Linked DNA regions of Mus musculus: region 1 is linked to region 2. The links are chromatin contacts, called in public Hi-C maps. All regions are on one chromosome and are shown on one strand. The core of a region is the stretch at or near the end of the contact, and the rest is flanking DNA. Distances in the headings are between cores, read along the strand shown. Region 1 has its middle 19 kb from the start of 4930511E03Rik. Region 2 has its middle 61 kb from the start of Lrig1.

Region 1 (3,302 bases), core at 223-2,722, 200 kb before region 2:
CATCTTGTCACTGTTCCCTACAGTCCCCATTACATGCCTGAAGCTGTGGCTCCAGGGCACTGGCCAGATGTCACTGTGATTTCTCTGTTTGCATGAGTCTGCTTTCATGTATAATGAAAAAGAAAAATGAAGTGAGTCAAGAAGCTTGTGGTCAGATTGTTGGGTTTCAAATTCTGGGGTACCCTCCTAACAGATTTGGCAGATAAGACATAGGAAACCCAGTTAAATTAGAACTTAGAGGAACAATGTATAATTTCTTTGCTTTAAATATGTCCTGTTTGCTGTAGTCTGCTAAACCTGGTAACGTTGCTTGGTCCTTTCTGTGCGACTCCAGGCAAATTTCTTAACTTTTCTGTGTCTCTGTTTCCTCCCCTAGAAACTGAAGACAATACGGGGATATTGTGAGGACAGAATGGACATTAGCCACCGTCTCTGTGGATGTTTAAAGAAACTTGGGATGCAGCATATTTCTTGGCACAGGATGGGGCATGTTTTCACATTTGATAAAGCAAGAGACTTGTCTTGAAGTATACAACTCAAAATGATAAAAATTGAATCATTTATATTAGAAGTCACTCCAGACAAACTTCCAAAATCAAAATGATATGCCAATAAACATTTATTTCTCTCTCATATTTGTGAAGGGTCATCTCCCCCATATATAGAAGCTGTGGCTTTTGAAGTCACCACTGCAAGCAGAGGAAGGCAATTAAGGAGCACTAATAGCAACTTCACTGCTGCCATAGAAATGATAATGGCAGCTTGTGAACCAGTTGACCAGAATCAGTCACTCGGGTGATGATCCAAGCCTAGGAGTGTGGGAGACTCGAGATGGGGACAATCTCAGAACACATTATTAGCTCAAAGTCAAAATACCCACTGTTCACTTGAGTACTTTCCTAAGCCAGCAAGACACAGCCAGAAGATCCTCAATATTAGAACCACAGAAGGACCCCTGTTTGTAGGCAGGAAGGTTGTTCTTTGTTGTGTTGATTACAGACTTGGAGACCTAGAAACAGTCTAAAGTCAAGCAGAGAAGAAAAGGCAAGAGTAGGGTGTGCATATTCTGATAAGGGACCGTTGGGCAGAAGGCGTGATGAGGGTGTTTGGTTTTGTTTGTTTTCTTATTTAATCTAAAGCACATACACTAAATCTCATTTTTCATGTCAGAGTCGGAGCTGCATAAACTCTGACATTTCCAGTATTTGAAGAATAATTCTCAAAAGATACGCCCAATGCCTGCACAGGTCTACTCTGTTGGTGAATCCAGGTGTATGTCTGGAATGGAATGCCACTCAGAAATTTGAGTTGAGCCTTTGCACTCTAAAAAATGGGGTGGGGGGGCACATGGAGCAACACATCTGTTTCAGGCTCACTGGCCATAGGAGCTGAGGACCAGGGCAGCTGCCAGAGCTCCAAGGTTAATGAGATTGTCTTGTGCTAATCTCATTTTAAACAGGGTTTCTGAGCTGGGGTGGGGGTGAACTAGAGAAGAAAGGTCTGTGGAAAGTGGTGCGGCTCTGTCAGTTACACCAGCATGTGCATGTCACAAATCAGCAAACACTTTCTGATCTCCAGACCTAGACCTGCAGTGTGCGGGGGAGGGTTTTAAAAATGTGCTCAGAGAGATTGCAAGTCGTGACTTGAAAACCCAGCCTCATACCAGCGAGCCATCCGTGTGCTGAACCAAGAGTTTGTTTTGTCTTTCCTTACTTTCAGAGAGGTGCTGCTGGCAATCAAAGTCACCAGTGTCCTCAAACCACCCTGACTTCTAACGTTGTCATCTAATGCTTTGTGAGCACCCGGCCCATGCAGTGATAATCTTTACACTCCCACCAGCAAATGACAGATTTGTTCTGGAATTTATCATCATCACCTTAGGGGACCTGCCAGGGCTGGATGTTGACTATACCCCCAACCTCCTACCAGGTTCCAAGATGATACCATTGGGAGGTGGTATTGAGAAGGCAGTCCCAAGGCCATGGAGCATTGCCATCAAAGGGGACTGTGGGACACTAACTCCTTCCTCTGACTTGATCTTCTGTGTGCTCCCAGCCATTTGCATCCAGCATCTCCAACAGAGGTCTAACGTCAGCAGCTCTACCAGATGCTGAACTGAAGCCTCTAAATTGGGGGGGCAAAGTAAACATTTTCTTCTTATAAGTTGATTAGCTCAGGGTTTTGTTTTGTTTTTTTCAATAGCGATGGAAAGTTGACTAACATAAAGGTATAAACTATATGTTTAGTATGTTAGGGAGACCTAGACAATGTTCTTTGGCAACTGTAATCTTTGTAATCTGCCTTTTGCTTTGTCAATAAAACTAAACTAGGCAGACACCTCCATGGCAATAGTAAGACATCAGGAGATAACTGCTTCAACACCCTCAGTGAAAGCTGGCTGACTGGGTCTTTCACTTCCTGATTATTCTGGTGTGACTGACGGTCATACTGGATGGGGAAGACTGTTTCAGCCATAGATTACTACTGAGCACTGTGTTCACCAGACAGCTTTCATTTTCTTTTCAAGTCTAACCATAGTGCTTATTGGTTTAAGGAGCATCCCAGGCTTATCTTACTTCATCTGTGATTATTTTTCAACAGTCTTCCCATCAAAGGTTCACAGAGCTGGAGACCTTGAAAGCCATATTTTTAGGCAGACCTGTTTTGCTTTTCTTAGCATGGCCCATGACGCTGAGATCTCTCTATTCTTTGCTTCTCTTCTTCAGTTGACCAGGTAACTAGTTTGATTCTTGAATCTGAACTCACAGCCTCTGGTTTTCATAGAGCCTCCTTAGTGCTATGGCTCAGGGTACTTTGGTTTGCACCTTACCTCATTTTTCCTTAGGATTTTTCTTGTGATGAGAATTTTGCCTGCAAGTTTGAAATGATAACGCCTCAACTCTCATATTGCCAAACGGACAGGTAAAGATTGGTTTTATGTTTTTAGCTTTTGTACAGTCCCCTAATCACTCATGATGCTTCATTGTGGAGACCTTGCCAGGTGGAATTAATTTGTCTGCTCAACATTGTCACCTAGAGGCTTAATAGAGAGTAGACAGTGATCTGAATGCTGATCTGCTTTCAATGTGAGTGTGGCACATCTGTCCCTGTCAGAAGCCAGAGATGCTCTTCTGGAAGACTCATCTCACCTTGATCCCAGACACACAACACCCGTGCTGCTTTTGACCTCTTAAAAAGTTTCCCCAAACACCCAGTGTCTGAAGAATGCTAACTAGATGAAGCACAGAGGAGAAGGTGGCACAGTCAGTTAGGTAGAACTCCGCTTATTCATTGTTTCTGTC
Region 2 (3,079 bases), core at 376-2,875:
CACACACACACACACACACAGAGAGAGAGAGAGAGAGAGAGAGAGAGGGAGAGGGAGAGAGAGAGAGAGAGAACCAAAGCCATGACCAGCTAGAGTCTTTATGAAAACAAGCCAATGACTGTGTGTGCTGATGGCGCGCATAGGGTTAACCCCTAAGGAAGTGACATTGCAGCAGAGACCTAAAAGGACTACCCTGCGAAAGCAAAACTTGGGGGACAAAAAGGCCACGGAGCTATCAAATGGGGGAATTGACTTTGTTTCATGGTCCCGGCACCTCTGTTTTAAATGGCTACTCCCTTCAATATTGAACCTCATTTCTTTTTTTTTTTTTTTTAACATTCCACCCCATCCCCTTCCCTATGGTGTGACAGGGTAATGTAAACATTACTTAAAATGGGAATGAATTCTTTCATGTCCCTGGCAAGGAATAACAACTCCACTCTTCAATTAGCAGGGAAGATTCCAGAGTTTTATTTCCCCAACTTTCTCTACAATTGAGGGAGTGAAGGAGGCTGCTCCATCATTTGGAAGAAAAGGTCATCTGCTCATTGCCCAGAAAACATCGAACGTTTCTTACTCACGTGTGCCCTTCTCCAGCTCATCTCTGTTCTGTGAGAGAAGTTTCTATAAGAACGTACGATGCAGAGCTCACTGTGTTAGACACATTGTGCTAATATTAACTATGGTTTCAAGACTTTGTGTGGGTAAAACATATCACAGATACACAGAAACGCATGCCAGCCAAAAGACAGCCATTATTTCCTAGGTCTGCTTAAAGAATTTACACATTCTTTGAGGTACTCCTTTTCCTGAAAGAAAAAAAAAAGTTCAATGTGTTTTGTCCATATGAAAAAGCATTTCAGAACTGAAGAACATGGCATGTAAAGAAGAGAGAGGTGAGTGTGTTATTTTTCAATGGAAAAAACAGCTGCTTGGGTCAGATAGAAACCAGATGGGAAAGACTCAGAAGAGAGAAGCTGAAACACGTTCTGCAAAAAAAGACATCAGAGGCGAAATGTGCTCACAAGGCAGAGGAGCCGATACTCCCGACTTTCTTCCTGTGGCAATGGACCATGTTTCCTTGTCCAGGAACGTGAAAGACAAACAGACGTGAGTGTACCAAGTGATCCAAGGAACAGGTCCCAGAAACAAAATCAGTTACACCCCACAGGGCTAGGTGTCTTCCTTAGAGTCTCCCAGAGATTGGCTTGCTCTCTGAGGAGATGGGTAGAAGCCCCAGAATTAGGATATGTCTGTGTGTCCTCATTCTACACCCTGGGTGGAGAAAAAAACCAGACAGAGACTCAGGCCTTTTAAGCCTGTTTATAGGCTCTCCTTTGTCACCAGCCAACTGTCTCCTGACAGACATCTCCACAGACTGCGTGGAGGTGCGCTGAGACCTTGCTCTGGTGGCCATCTTGCTCGGCAGAAGTGAGACCGTCTGTTTCCTGTGGGCTGTTTCCTCAGCGCTGCCTTGTGGCTTTCTCACACTAGCGGAGCGTATTATTTGAGTTGCCACATGCTGACCACAGGGCTTCCGGCCGCACCACATACTGACCTCAAAAGGAGACTCGCTCACGTTTGGGCTTCCCCACTGAGGCTTGCTGTGGCGGTGAGGAGGCCGTGGCCTAGGCAGCTGGCACAGAGTGTGTCCACACAGAGCTGGAGAGAAGCCTGCCTCTCCACGTCGAGGGAGCTCCATGCGCTCAGACCACGATCCAGAACCGCTCTTCATGTGGCCAGGATAATTACTCAGTGGATTATGTGCTCAGCATTATCTCAGCAGCTAATGATGTGTTAATACAGCAGGTCAGGAGAACAGTCAGGAAAGTAATTGGCTAGCCCCTCACTGTGCACGGAAAGCACAGGGCTCTTGTCTCCAGCCTTAAGCCTCTTGACCTGCGTACCCTGAACCTCCCTGTACCACGCATTCACCCTGATCTTCGCACAGTGTTCCTCAGAGGGCATCACGTATTTTAAGTGGCCCGGGGTTCTTATTGGCAAGTAGAGTCAGGTTAAGTAGCTTAGAAGCAAGGTCTGGGATTGTACATTCCTAGTTCACTCCCAGGGGAGGCCTAGTGTTGAGCATTGTAGATGGGGGAGGGAGGCAGTTATAAAGTGTTGGCAGAACTGGCGAGCGTGGTGGCACACTCTTGTAATCCTGGAGAAGCTAAAGCAGGAGGATTACAAGTTTGAGGCCTACTTGGGCTACATAAGTGAGCTGGAGTCTATCTTGGGCTACAGAGTGAGCTGGAGTCCATCTTGGGCTACAAAACAAAAATATTGCCTCAAAAACAAAGTAGCAGATAACCTCAGAGAGGAACAATAAATGAAGCAACAACAGAAAGAATAGCAGCTTGTTTCCATAAAGGCAGTGATCCTAGGCCAATCCCTAAACATCTGAGACTCACTTCTCATGTTCATAAAACAGTGAACATAATAATATCTCTCAGGGAAGAAAATCAAATGGTATAACTTAGATTAGAAAGTTTATTGTAAACAGCATCTTTACAGTTTATCTCTATAGGAAAATTGCAACTTGAACTTGCTTAAATAAGCAGAATAAAAATAAGGACCCTGACTGGCTTCCATAAACTGCAAAGGCTTGAAGTGCATCTGGCTTCAGGCATGGCTGGATCCAGTTACTCAAATTATTTATTCCAGATGCTGACTCAGCATTCCCTCCCTCAATCTCTCCATCTCTCTTGCTCAGCTGCTCCTCCCTCCTCCTCTCCTCCCTACCTTCCTCTCATCCTTTATTCTGATTTTTGTCTCTGTGCTTGCTGCCTTCAGACTGCCACACTTTCCTCCCCGCCCTAAGAAAAGTAGCCTCTTGCTCTCCTGGGTAAAATTGTCTTCACAGAGGAAGACAAATTCAACACACTCCATTTGGAAGGAACTCCTATCAGATCTTCCTGGGTGCAGAACCAACCCCTTGCTTGTATAATACTAATTATTTACAAATATGGGCACACAGTGCTATGATTGGCCAGTCCTGGTCACATGCCCTCTCTTGTCTTTTGGCTCTTTGATTTTGTTGTGTTGTGTTGTGTTGTGTTTTGTTTTGTTTTGTTTTGTT

The links. A called contact is a pair of places that touch in the nucleus more often than the background predicts.
Region 1: a contact with region 2 is called in a Hi-C map of pre-pro-B cells, with 2.6 times the contacts expected there. The contact joins two enhancer-like sites. A contact is called at or near these places in 1 of 15 datasets of contacts at CTCF or cohesin (the NIH/3T3 cell line), 20 of 484 Hi-C or Micro-C datasets (the AML12 cell line, the G1E-ER4 cell line, the Patski cell line and 16 more), 8 of 115 datasets of contacts at active chromatin or transcription factors (the NIH/3T3 cell line, astrocytes, embryonic fibroblasts and 2 more) and 2 of 9 other capture datasets (embryonic tail and embryonic trunk).

Annotation. Positions count from the first base shown.
Region 1 is chr6:94,961,166-94,964,467 of GRCm38.p6, reverse strand. No RefSeq gene overlaps it. Among named protein-coding and RNA genes, the nearest start is that of 4930511E03Rik, 19 kb to the right of the region's middle. Within about 2 kb of position 1,472, at least 10 of the 459 cell types and tissues checked have an H3K27ac peak or open chromatin away from gene starts, as enhancers often do. A contact at or near this core is called in pre-pro-B cells, where this site is marked.
Region 2 is chr6:94,759,432-94,762,510 of GRCm38.p6, reverse strand. No RefSeq gene overlaps it. Among named protein-coding and RNA genes, the nearest start is that of Lrig1, 61 kb to the right of the region's middle. Within about 2 kb of position 1,625, at least 70 of the 459 cell types and tissues checked have an H3K27ac peak or open chromatin away from gene starts, as enhancers often do. A contact at or near this core is called in pre-pro-B cells, where this site is marked.